Regions from separate parts of the Mus musculus genome. Here region 1 is linked to region 2. A link is a contact called in public Hi-C data. All regions are on one chromosome and are shown on one strand. The core of a region is the stretch at or near the end of the contact, and the rest is flanking DNA. Distances in the headings are between cores, read along the strand shown. Region 1 has its middle 18 kb from the start of Gm39565. Region 2 overlaps Gm34799 (a long non-coding RNA gene).

Region 1 (5,698 bases), core at 208-2,707, 500 kb before region 2:
GCCAGCCTGGTCTACACAGTGAGTTCCAGGACAGCCAGGACTGCACAGAGAAACCCTGTCTCAAAAACAAAAAAACAAACAAACAAACAAAAAAAGAATTGATAAGAAAACATCTGTAAAATTGAAAAGCAGAGATCAGGCGAAGCAGGTAACAGAATTATATCTATCCTGTGCCATCTGAAGACACATTTCCAGAAGTGTGTGCACTATGGCACTCACTGCAGTAGCCTGAGTGGCAGGAACAAGGTTTACTCCTTTGATTTTTGCTTGTCACAATTTTCCAAATTACTGCAATCCAGATAGTCTCCATCTGTCACAGGTTCAACTCCCACCCCTACCCCTCGGGATCCACATGTAAAAGTATTGGTCCCCACCAGACTTGTACCTTGGACTGTGGGCTTGTTGAGACAGACCTGCTCAGAACAGAGAATGTCTGTAGTCAGCTAAGTTGGGGTGGGTCCTACTAGAGAACAATGACCATCCCTGTGACTGTGTCCCTTTAAAAGAAGGAAAACTTAGTGAGGTGAAGGCAGAGATGGCGCGTTGTGTTTCTACATGCTGAGGAACAGCAGGATGTCAGTCGCCACCAGGAACTGGTCGCTGGTCCACAGTGGCAGATTCCCCCATTCAGACTAGGAACAAGTCACCCTGACAACCATGGCCTCAGACCACCAACTTCCAAAACACCGATGGCAAGGCAGTATATTTCTGCCATTTGGGCCACCAGGCTAGGGTCACTTATACCACCTAGTAAAAATGACGACAGCAACACCAAAAATTATTCAGACTTTAAAGTTAAAAGTTAGGCTTGGGGACCAGAGAGAGCAAACCCGGAGCGAGCCGGGGCGGGGGAGGGGGAAGAAGCAAGAGGGAGAAGGGAAGGGAAAAAAGAAAGAAAAGAATTGCTTTAAAAAAAGTGAGGCTTGCTTGGGTGGGTATCTGGAAGTACAGAACAGCTGTCCCCACCCAGGAACTGCAGCTTCCCGGATTGGAGCCTCTTCGCTCGCTCTCAGCTGTTCAGTAAGGAGAGCATCCTTCACTGTGCCAGAGCTCTGGGGAGCCTTTCCTCCCTCTCTGCTGTCAGTCTCCCTGAGTCACTTCTGCTCTCTGGAGCTGCCAGATTTTCTGGCTGATGGAGGCCGTCCCACAATCATGGCAGCTTGGCTCCAGCCTGACCACATCCCAAGTGGCTGATACAGGGATGAGGCACATGCTGCAGGGTGCCACAGGTCACATGGTAGGGGGACGTCATGGAGCACGCAGGGGCCTCCAAAACCCTCGGAGCACCTCCTCCTCAGCAAGCAGAAGTCTATTATTACAATGGACTGCTTCATTCTCAGCTTCTCCAACCCTGGGGCTGGGCTCTCGGAAACCTGAACCCGAGCAAGGCCAGCGGATCAAAATAACTTCCAAGAATAACCAGGCCTGCGCTGGACTCAGGCGTGTGGGCCTGCAGGCTGAAGTGCTCCAGTTCCTGCCTGGGCCTTCACTCTACCACAGCTCCCCAGGAATGAGTTATCAAGTGACACACTCTGGAACTTAATCAGCCGAAACAATGGGAGGAAGTATGGCGCTTTCTCCACGGCCCTCCAAACGGGGAGCCCCGCTTATCAAAGGGACAGGATTTATTCAGTTGCTACAAACTTCCAAAGACTTCCTTTCCCAAAAGAAAGACCCACAGGAAGGTCATGTCCTTCAACCACATCCAGTGAGTCAAAAGTGCCTCCTGCTTCGCTTCAAGCTGGCCAGTCAGCCGACTTCCACCCTGGCCCCAGCCACTGGATCTGGGCACACAGCTGCCCCAGGAGAGCCTGCAGGCTCCAGAGGGTCCAGAGACAAAGGCACAGCTGACCCTCAGACCACAAAATAGAGGCCACAGATTACGAACTGGCACCAGCTCAGGGAAAATGAGGCTTATGGTCACTGGAAACAGGTAGGCCATAGGCTCTCTCTCAAGCCAGTTAACCTAATCTAGAGTTCTCTTTTCACACGGAGCAGCCTGACTCCTAGCAGGCTGGGCCTCCAGTTTTACAGTCCCCGAGTATTTTACCAGTGGACCTTTTCCTATACCTTGTGCTTGGACTGCAGCCTTCCAGACAAGCTGAGCATCCTGGAGCCTGGATGTGACCTTCATCAAGACCATCCAATCAAAGGGGAGAAGACTAGCCACACCCACTGCCCCCAACACACGGTGTACACAGCCAATTCTAAAAACTCCAGAGCTGGAGCTGAGCCTGCACCACACCGCATGCACGCCACACTCCTTCGTATTGCACATGATAGACATTTGTCTGTGCTGTCTGAGGAAGAGCTCGTCCACACGTGGATGGGAAGGCCTTTCCCAAGATCTCGGGGGTCTCCCTGCCTCAGAGGGTGGTATTTGAACAGCCTGTATCAAAAGGAGCTAAGCCTTTAACAAGGGGTGTGTGGCCAAGGGAACAGCTTCTGCTTCTGTGTGTGCGCGTGCGCGTGTGTGTGCGCGTGCGCGTGCGTGCGTGTGCGTGTGCGTGTGTGTGTGTCTGCGCGTGTGCGATGAGCTTCCTGATTGGAAGGCAGATGTAGGAAGAATAAGTAACTGAAGTAAGTATGTCTGTGCCTCACTAGCCACAGATGCCTCATTGATCACCACGTGATTTCTAACCTAAGCATGGACGTAGTTTCAGACCCTGTCTCAAAACTACAAGTCACCCAGTGTTGGCATGTCTGTCAACAAAGCCCACTCACCCTCATATTCGTGCTAAGGAGGGCAGGATCTCTCTGTCCTTCAACAATGAGTCCAGACACCTAATATAACATCCCAAGGCCCATGTACTCGGGCATCCATGCCTCCTTCCTATTCCTGGCAGAGGCTGAGCAGTGAGCACAACACATAACCCAATTCGGCAACGCCCACCAGAGGCCTGGCAGGCCTTCTCAGCCTGGACCCTTGACCTAGAGGTCTTGTGCATGGATTCTTTGTGTGTCCATCCATCAATCGACCAACATCTAACAACACCCACAGACATCTGTAATCTTTGGAGTGAGAGTCGTGTAGAGATAACTCTCTGGTGCCCGCCTCAAGAACACTGCAGTGCTTAAGGAATCAGACATCTGTATCCCATAGGTTAAAGTGAATGGTCACTGGCCGGTAACCCTGGTGATCCATGAAGAGAAAGGTCTGGGTGCCTTCCTGCTTCTTGGTCTACCCTCTGTGTGCTCTGCAAGGGCTTTGACCACACTGGGCATCAGTGTAAGGGTGGTGTCTGACAAAGAAGAGAAGTCAAGCCCTCTCTCCCACAGGTCACCTTCTTTAATGAGAATACTCATTCCCACAGGGTCCTGATAAGCTTCCCTTTGGCTTTTCTGCCTGGCGATAAGCACTACAAAGCAAAAAGCCCTCCATGTTAATGTACTCCCTGGAGGGCAGCTGTCATCAGGATGAAAGACACCATAGAATGATACCCCTGCTGGTAGGCAACAAGGCACACACATTGTACAATTTCAAGGGATTTTCAGATCCCCTACATCAGTGGCTCTCAACCTGTGACCCTTTAATACAGTTCCTCATATTGTGGTGACCCCTCAACCATAAAATTACTTCATTGCTACTTCATAATTGTAATTTAGCTACTGTTATGAATGATGATGTAAATATCTCATAGCAGGATTCCTGATGTGTGACCCTAGTGGGGTCACAGCCCATAGGTCGAGAACCACTTCCCTAACCCTAACGTCTTTCTCTAGGACGTCCTGAAGATCTCCTAAGGGCTCAAGAAGCTGAACTCCAGAAATTCAAAGAACGCCATTAAAAAATGGGGTACAGAGCTAAACAAAGAATTCTCAACTAAGGAATACCGAAGGGCTGAGAATCACTTGAAAAACTGTTCAGCATCCTTAATCATCAGGGAAATGCAAATCAAAACAACCCTGAGATTCCACCTCACACCAGTTAGAATGGCTAAGATCAAAAATTCAGGTGACAGCAGATGCTGGCAAGGATGTGGAGAAAGAGGAATACTCCTCCATTGCTGGTGGGATTGCAAGCTTGTACAACCACTCTGGAAATCAGTCTGGCGGTTCCTCAGAAAATTGGACATAGTACTACCTGAGGACCCAGCAATACCACTCCTGGGCATATACCCAGAAGGTGTTCCAACTGGTAATAAGAACACATGCTCCACTATGTTCACAGCAGCCTTATTTATAATAGCCAGAAGCTGGAAAGAACCCAGATGCCCCTCAACAGAGGAATGGATACAGAAAATGTGGTACATTTACACAATGGAATACTACTCAGCTGTTAAAAACAATGGATTTATGAAATTCTTAGGCAAATGGATATATCTGGAGGATATCATCCTGAGTGAGGTAACCCAATCACAAAAGAACTCACATGATATGCACTCACTGGTAAGTGGATATTAGCCCAGAAACTTAGAATACCCAAGATACAATTTGCAAAACACAAGAAAATCAAGAAGGAAGACCAACGCGTGGATACTTCATCCTTTCTAGAATAGGAAATAAAATACCCATGGAAGGAGTTACAGAGACAAAGTTTGGAGCTAAGACAAAAGGATGGACTATCCAGAGACTGCCCCACCCGGGGGTCCATCCCATAATCAGCCACCAAACGCATACACTATTGCATATGCCAGCAAGATTTTGCTGAAAGGACCCTAATATAGCTGTCTCTTGTGAGGCTATACCAATGCCTGGCAAATACAGAAGTGGATGCTCACAGTCATCTATAGGATGGAGCACAGGGCCCCCAATGGAGGAGCTAGAGAAAGTATCCAAGGAGCTAAAGGGGTCTGCAACCCTATAGGTGGAACAACAATATGAACTAACCAGTACCCCCCGGAGCTCGTGTCTCTAGCTGCATATGTATCAGAAGATGGCCTAGTTGGCCATCAGGGAAAGAGAGGCCCCTTGGTCTTGCAAACTTTATATGCCCCAGTACAAGGGAATGCCAGGGGTAAGAAGTGGGAGTGAGTGGGTAGAGGAGCAGGGCAGGGACAGTATATAGGGGACTTTTGGGATAGCATTTGAAATGTAAATGAAGAAAATATCTAATTCAAAAAATTAAAACAAAACAAAAAAAGACCTCCTAAGGGGCTTTAATCTAGATACCACATCAACGCCAAGATCCAAGGAGATCATGGAGAAACATGGAGAGCTTATGTTCCAACAGGGGACATCAAGCAGATAGCCACTGACTTCATAGAAGCAAACTGAAGGTTACCATGGTATGTGTAAAAGCAGACAACTAGCCCACAGCTGTGAAGGCAGGTACAGGGCGTGGGAAGTATAGGAACAGAGAGTTAGTCGGAAGGGTGGAGCCTACCCCAGGGGAAAAAAGAGAGGAAGCAGTCATTCCACAGCCAGGAGGAGACCAGCGCTTGGCAGGCAGTTGCAGCTGCTCGCAGTCACAGTGAAGCTTTGGGCCAGCCATGTTTAGGTTGAGTCCTCTTGATGACAGCGTGAATTCTGAGAATGAGGCTTCCAGGCTCTGGGTGTGTAAACTAGAACCTAAGGACCGAAATAGCCACTCTTCCCATGTGTGCCTGGGGACTCTTCCCTTCGCTTTAGAGAGGGTTTTGCCTTTTATAAAAGAGGATCCCACAAAGGCACAAATCGAGTGAACAACTGACCATTCTAGTCAGGGCTGGATTCACCATGTAAAATACTCTGAGCTCTTCAGTTCGCTCTTAAGTAA
Region 2 (5,834 bases), core at 237-2,736:
CCAATTTCTTGATAGCGTACCCCAAACCATCATGGATGTTTCTCTCAGTAGAATGTCTTTCTTTACTCTCGTATGCAATATTCAGTAGGCTGCACACATTTAATCATGTAAAATCCATAAGAAATTTAAATGCTTTGAAGTTCATATGGCCACACGGAGGCTTATGACTTGGGGCCCTGAGAAGAAATTCCATTTTTGCATGGCAATAAGAGAAAAGATGATGTCGGCTCCAGAGGCTTGGGGCTTCTGTGTGTTACTTCTGGAAACAGAATCCGTCTAGGATATAAAGAAGGCCCTGGGGCCTCTTCCTGTCCCTTCTGTCCTTCCTTTCTTGATCCAGAGACTTCTTTTGCTGTGTGTCCCAGGTGTTCACTGTGAAGGTTCTGAGCCAGAAATGATAAAGCCATAAGAATAAAGGAAGTAGTGGGGTGGGGAGTGGGGTCGGAGGTGGGGAGAATGAAGTCACAAACAAAACTCCAAGGCCTAAGAAAGAGTAAAAATATGGGGTGGGTTTCGAAATGTCACTGAGCACACAAGTCTCAGTTATGTTAAACAGCTAAAATTCATGGTCACACCCCTACACTCTTGCAGAGTGTTCCCAGGAATTTTATTTTTATTTTTTGGTTTTCGAGAGAGGGTTTCTCTGTATAGCCCTGGCTGTCCTGGAACTCACTTTGTAGACCAGGCTGGTTATTTTTAAGAGTCTTAAAATTTAAATGCACAATTACTTTGCTCGTGGAGGAGGTTAACAACCCCCAAATGCCTTTAGCCACATGTTTAAACAAATCCTAATTCATGCTGAGAGACAGAGTTCAAGCAAGACTGAGTGCACAATCCTTACTTAGTCACGTTATTTTGTGTTTTAACAAAGTGCCCTGGACCTGGAGTGTGTAAACCTGTCTAGTCGCTTGGATCTGCCCATCCTAGGCCCCTCTGGGCTTCTCTGAGCTGCGTATGGACCTGATTCCAAGAACCATTTGCCCACGTGACACAGTAGCTCCGCACCCTGAAGCCTTGAGCTGTGTCACTCTGCCACCTCGGAGCCAGGAATGGTGGGTCCTACATGTAGTCACCTGAAGTGTGCCCTCAAATTTTGCCAGCATGTCTGTTGGGCTGATATTTAGAGCACTTTCTATTTGCAATGTGTGAGCTGGACTGACTGTGCGGAACAGTTGCTTGCTTTGAGCCCACAGTTACTACCACGGTGCTGTAAACTTGAAAGACTTATGCTTGGTCGCGTTCCCTCTACTGCACCCCTACCTCCAAGCTGGGTTTGCCCAGCTAGGGACTGGCAAGTGGCAAGCATGCTCTTCACATGAGCTCTGTGGCTATCTCTCCCCTTTATCCAGTGTTGTTATTTGAGTGCCTCGTAATTAGCTGCTAGAAATAGCTCCCATGTGGCCTTGCTTGGGCGAGGTATGCCTGCGGGAGTGAACGTTCCTCTCCTGGCCTCTGTTGAAATCACATTCCCAGGGAAGAGGCGGGGCTGAGAATGAGCCCCAGTGAATGTTGCCCTTGTAGGAGACTGAGTACTTACATTACACAGTGTTCTCTCCACCCTTGACCTCTGCTAGTAGTTCATGGCAAGCACCCAGGGCTCACTCCGAGAATATGAAAAGTCAGTACAAATACAACCCAAGAAAGAGACAATGGCATCTTCACGTAATGTTGATATTTAGTGTGGACAAAGCGATTCACATTCTTAGAATCTTCAGCACAGGATCAACTGGAAACTTGAGCGTAGACTATTTGTTTTATTTATAGACAGAGTTATGGTGTTTCAATAGAGGAATGGCACCCGCCTGACAGCCTCCCCTCATGACTTGCGTCTCGCGCCTGTGTTTTGTGCATTACACGTAAAGCCTCTTAGGGCTGGGAAGGGAATAAGTTGTTCCACTCTCTTGCAAATGTCATCATTCATTAGCCACTTGCACCTGTCTGGTGGCAGTCTCTCTCCCAGTGGGGATGTGAGCCCCTTCTAGAAGCTATCATCCTCTGAAATAAAGCAAGAACGAGAAGCGGCCTGTGTGAACTTTCTACTTTGCAGCTTTGGGCTGGCATGGCTACTTACTTTCTTTCTAATCATTCTTGCTCAGAGTGGTGCCTCCCAAACTCTGAACCAAATATTTTTATTTAGTTACAATTCAAACTGTAAGTAAAGGGCTTTTGATTTTGCAGGGGAGAAAGAGTGGGGGGGTGAAGATAAAAGTATTTGAGGAAAAAGTCATCTAGATCACATGTCTACCAGAATACAGCTTCCTCCAACCACCACCATCACCCTAATTGTAGAAATCGGTTTCGCAAAGTTCAGTCTGTCATCTCAGGAGAACTAATTCATTTCCATTTACCTCTAACTTTACTCTCACGTTTTCTCTTTCCTACATTAGTTTCTTTAATGGAAAACTGGCACTTGTGAGTTATCAACCATTTAGGAAAATCATTAAATCTCTCAGTATTTTTAATGTGAGGCCTATCTTTTGATGTTATTTCATAAAAAATACTCTTTGCTTCCTTGTGTATTACCACACCCACCCCTTTGGATTCGCTTGGTTAGATATAAAATAGCGCACAGGATAAGACCTAATAATAAGATTTTGTCACAGATTATCCTCATGGTAACATTCCTGAACCATGACCACACATTTATGCTGCACTGTCCTAGTGGCCAGGCTATGTGACTGGCTTGTTATTTGTGTAGCCATCTTAACCTTGAACTGTCTTCTAGCATTTCATAGTCTGTGCTGGGGGACAGAGCCCCCTGCTGGAAGTGTTGGGGGCTTGCCTTCGCGCTGGAGCCAAAGACCCCTCCCAAAGACTGGAGTTCAGCAGGCAGCAAGCACAACCAATGTCGTAAAAAGTGTGTGGCTGGCTTCAGTGGACGGTACAAATCAATATAATCTGGATTGTTGGTTCAAAAACATATCCCTTCCTTTTGAAAGCTTTCTGAGAAAGAAAAACATAGGTCCATTTAAACCGATCATCCTTCATTTGGTTCATTAGTGATTCCTAGGAAATTATTCTTTATGTTGATAGTAGTCTTGAATAAAAGGGTTTTCTTATAGGTAAATGCTAGAAATGGTGGATCCAGTATAATGAAGTGTAGCTTTTTAACGTATTTGAGCTTCTCAGGGTTGGCCAAGTGAAACCATTTTCAACTAACACTTTTCTCTCAATTTGTTTGGCTGTGGACTTTTATCTTTTTCCAGTATTCTTTTTTAAAATTACCTGTTGGTGTTTTTTTTTGTTTACTTTTTGTGTGTTCTTGCTTTCTTGATACTTTACATCAGATTTGGAGCCATCCGGGTTTTATGAAGATCATTTCTCCTTAGTGCCCCAGCACATTCTTTAGCAACGTGAAGTTTTGGTAAACATGGCTTAAGAATTGTCCATGTTTTGAGCTCACGGGGAACCAAGTCCTTATTCTGTGTATAGGAGGGCACTGTCACCCAGCTGTGGGGCCCAGCTCCTCCGAGAAAGTCAAGAAGGCACCACTGTGTTCACGATCCTGATGGCTTCCTACTTAAAATGTCTTCTTCCTCGGGGGCTATGGCTAGGCACATAATCACTTTGCAAGCTTGATAACAATAACGGGGAGATTCTCCCTAGAAGGCACGGGAAATGTCACGGGAAGGTGCTATTTCTGCTTGGTTTCTGTTTGAAATATTCGCACAGCTTTGACTGCTCAGATTGTATTTTAGTCTCTAAGCTCCCTTGCCTGACCCAGTCTGGCCATTTCTCTATTGTGGCTTTCTACTTCCTGTATCAATGAAGATGCTTCGATGTATGACCTAGATGTTAGTTCAGAAAGCAAGAATTGACCTGTTCTCTAGTAGCTTTTAGAAGAGAGAGTCCAAGATTGTCCCTCAGCGGGCACGGTTCAATGAGTGTGTCCCCAGCTTTTGTTCTTGCGGGAACCACACAGCTGGCATTCTCTATTGTTTAATTCTGTGAAGCATGGTTAGGGTCAGCACTATTAAGGTCACTCAGAGCCCACAGGGTGGCCTCCCTTACTCCTTCATTCCATAAGGATTCTGGCCTTTAGGAAGCATAAGGCTTCACTCAGAAGATACAACTTACTTCTCAAACCCCCATCTCCTCACTGCCGTAGTCACTGAGACGCAGGAGCAACACCTCTCTGCTGACGCTGGATCCAGGGAGGTCCTCCAGCGCACCACAGGACAGGAGAAGGACAGAGACTCCCAGCAGAACTCCCAGACAAGCCTCCTCTGAAGTCTGTCCCGATTTTTCAGTCTCCCCAGTCAATGTGCATGCTTTCTGCCTGTGGTCCCTGTAGGACAGTGTGATACGCAAATATGGATGAGAGCAAATCTACAAACGTTAGACGTATTAGATGCTTGTTTCTCCCATACTGGAAGCACACCCCATTCTGAAAACAAAACAACTTTCTGTAAAGTTTTTTTGCATGACAAACACTGACCAGAGTTCCACTTACTATTCCCTCGGCAGTTGTGACCACCAGGCTCTCCGGTGCGGTTTAACGGAGTTCCGGCTAGAATTCCTTTCTCCTCACCTCTTCCAGGTACTGAGCTCATACAAACTCTGTTACCGTGGCAACAGTGTGTGAGCCCCGCTGTTAAAGTGTACAGCCTCACTGGGCACTCTAACTTTTTCTTCTGACTCTGGCTGCCTGAATTCTGTCTCACCTGGACCAGAAAAACTGCCCTGAACTCGTAAGGGTCCCTGCAAAAGGCAAATATGTTTTGTCTCCAGCACACCCAGTTCTCTTTACTCTAACCAGAAAGGTGAAAAGTCTCACCTTAGCACATTTGTGAGACTTCCCCTGGGAAACCATTTGGAACCTTCTAGAGTAGTGGTTCTCAAACTTCCTAATGTTGTGGCCCTTTAATACAGCTCCTTGTGCTGTGGTGACCCCAACCATAAAATTATTTTCGTTTCTACTTTATAACTGTGATTTTGCTACTGTTATGGATTGTAACATAAATATCTGTGTTTTCTGGTGGTCTTGGGTGACCCCTATGAAAGGGCTACTCGGCCTCCAAGGGGGCGAGATCCACAGGATGAGAACCACTGCTCTAGCGGGTCTTCCTGAAGTTCCCTCAATGGCTCTAATAAACTCCTACTTCTATGCTGTCCCTGACTGGGCTCCTCCCATTAATTATTGTGTCCCCTCCTTCGGGAACACATGGTCTCCCAGGACCTCTCCCTCACATTTCTGTCTCCCATCAATGGAGGACAGGCTCCCCTCTTTCAGCAAACTGCATTCTTCCTAGGTTTTATAAGCACTTCCCAAATGAAAAACCAGTATTATTTTGACTGGAGTTACAGCCCCACATGCAAGTAAGAGACCTCACTGACAGCCTTTATAATAATGAAATTTCTCAGCTTCATGCAATGTCAAAAAGAAAATCCACATGGCTTGAGACTCCTGTGCAGTCAGACCCAGTCACACATTCTCTGCTGGTGCCCACTGCTAAATGGAGTGTTCTCAATGTCTCTGTGTGTCCGACTCTGTCTCTCTGTGCATGTGTCTCTCTGTCTCTTTGTCTATCCCCAACCCCCACTCTATGACTTTGCTTTATCAGTTGACCTTGGCTTGCTACTCCTTTCTCTCCACTCAGACTGTGGTACTCTGCTGACTACCTTAGAGGAACGGGAAGCATTCTGATTTAGATATCAAGAAGCCTTCACCCCAACTTGTATGCATCCCTCGGCTACAATTGGGGAGGTGGACACTGGGTTTGTTTCCTCTCTTTCTCTTGCCTTCTATTCCCTAGACAGTTTTCTGTGGGTCAGGCCTCAAGGGTGCGGTAGAGCAGAGGGCTTGTGGCAGGTAGAGACAGTGGTCCTAGAGA

Evidence for each region. Hi-C and Micro-C count contacts between places; a contact is called where the count stands out from the background.
Region 1: a Hi-C map of cardiomyocytes shows a contact between it and region 2, with 2.9 times the contacts expected there. The contact joins two enhancer-like sites. A contact is called at or near these places in 3 of 484 Hi-C or Micro-C datasets (astrocytes, cardiomyocytes and myocytes), 3 of 115 datasets of contacts at active chromatin or transcription factors (cardiomyocytes, embryonic stem cells and heart atrium) and 1 of 9 other capture datasets (embryonic stem cells).

The regions. Positions count from the first base shown.
Region 1 is chr17:10,386,395-10,392,092 of GRCm38.p6, reverse strand. No RefSeq gene overlaps it. Among named protein-coding and RNA genes, the nearest start is that of Gm39565, 18 kb to the right of the region's middle. Within about 2 kb of position 1,457, at least 107 of the 459 cell types and tissues checked have an H3K27ac peak or open chromatin away from gene starts, as enhancers often do. A contact at or near this core is called in cardiomyocytes, heart atrium and myocytes, where this site is marked.
Region 2 is chr17:9,891,048-9,896,881 of GRCm38.p6, reverse strand. All of the region lies in intron 1 of Gm34799 (a long non-coding RNA gene), which reads left to right. Among named protein-coding and RNA genes, the nearest start is that of Gm34799, 13 kb to the left of the region's middle. Within about 2 kb of position 1,486, at least 62 of the 459 cell types and tissues checked have an H3K27ac peak or open chromatin away from gene starts, as enhancers often do. A contact at or near this core is called in cardiomyocytes, heart atrium and myocytes, where this site is marked.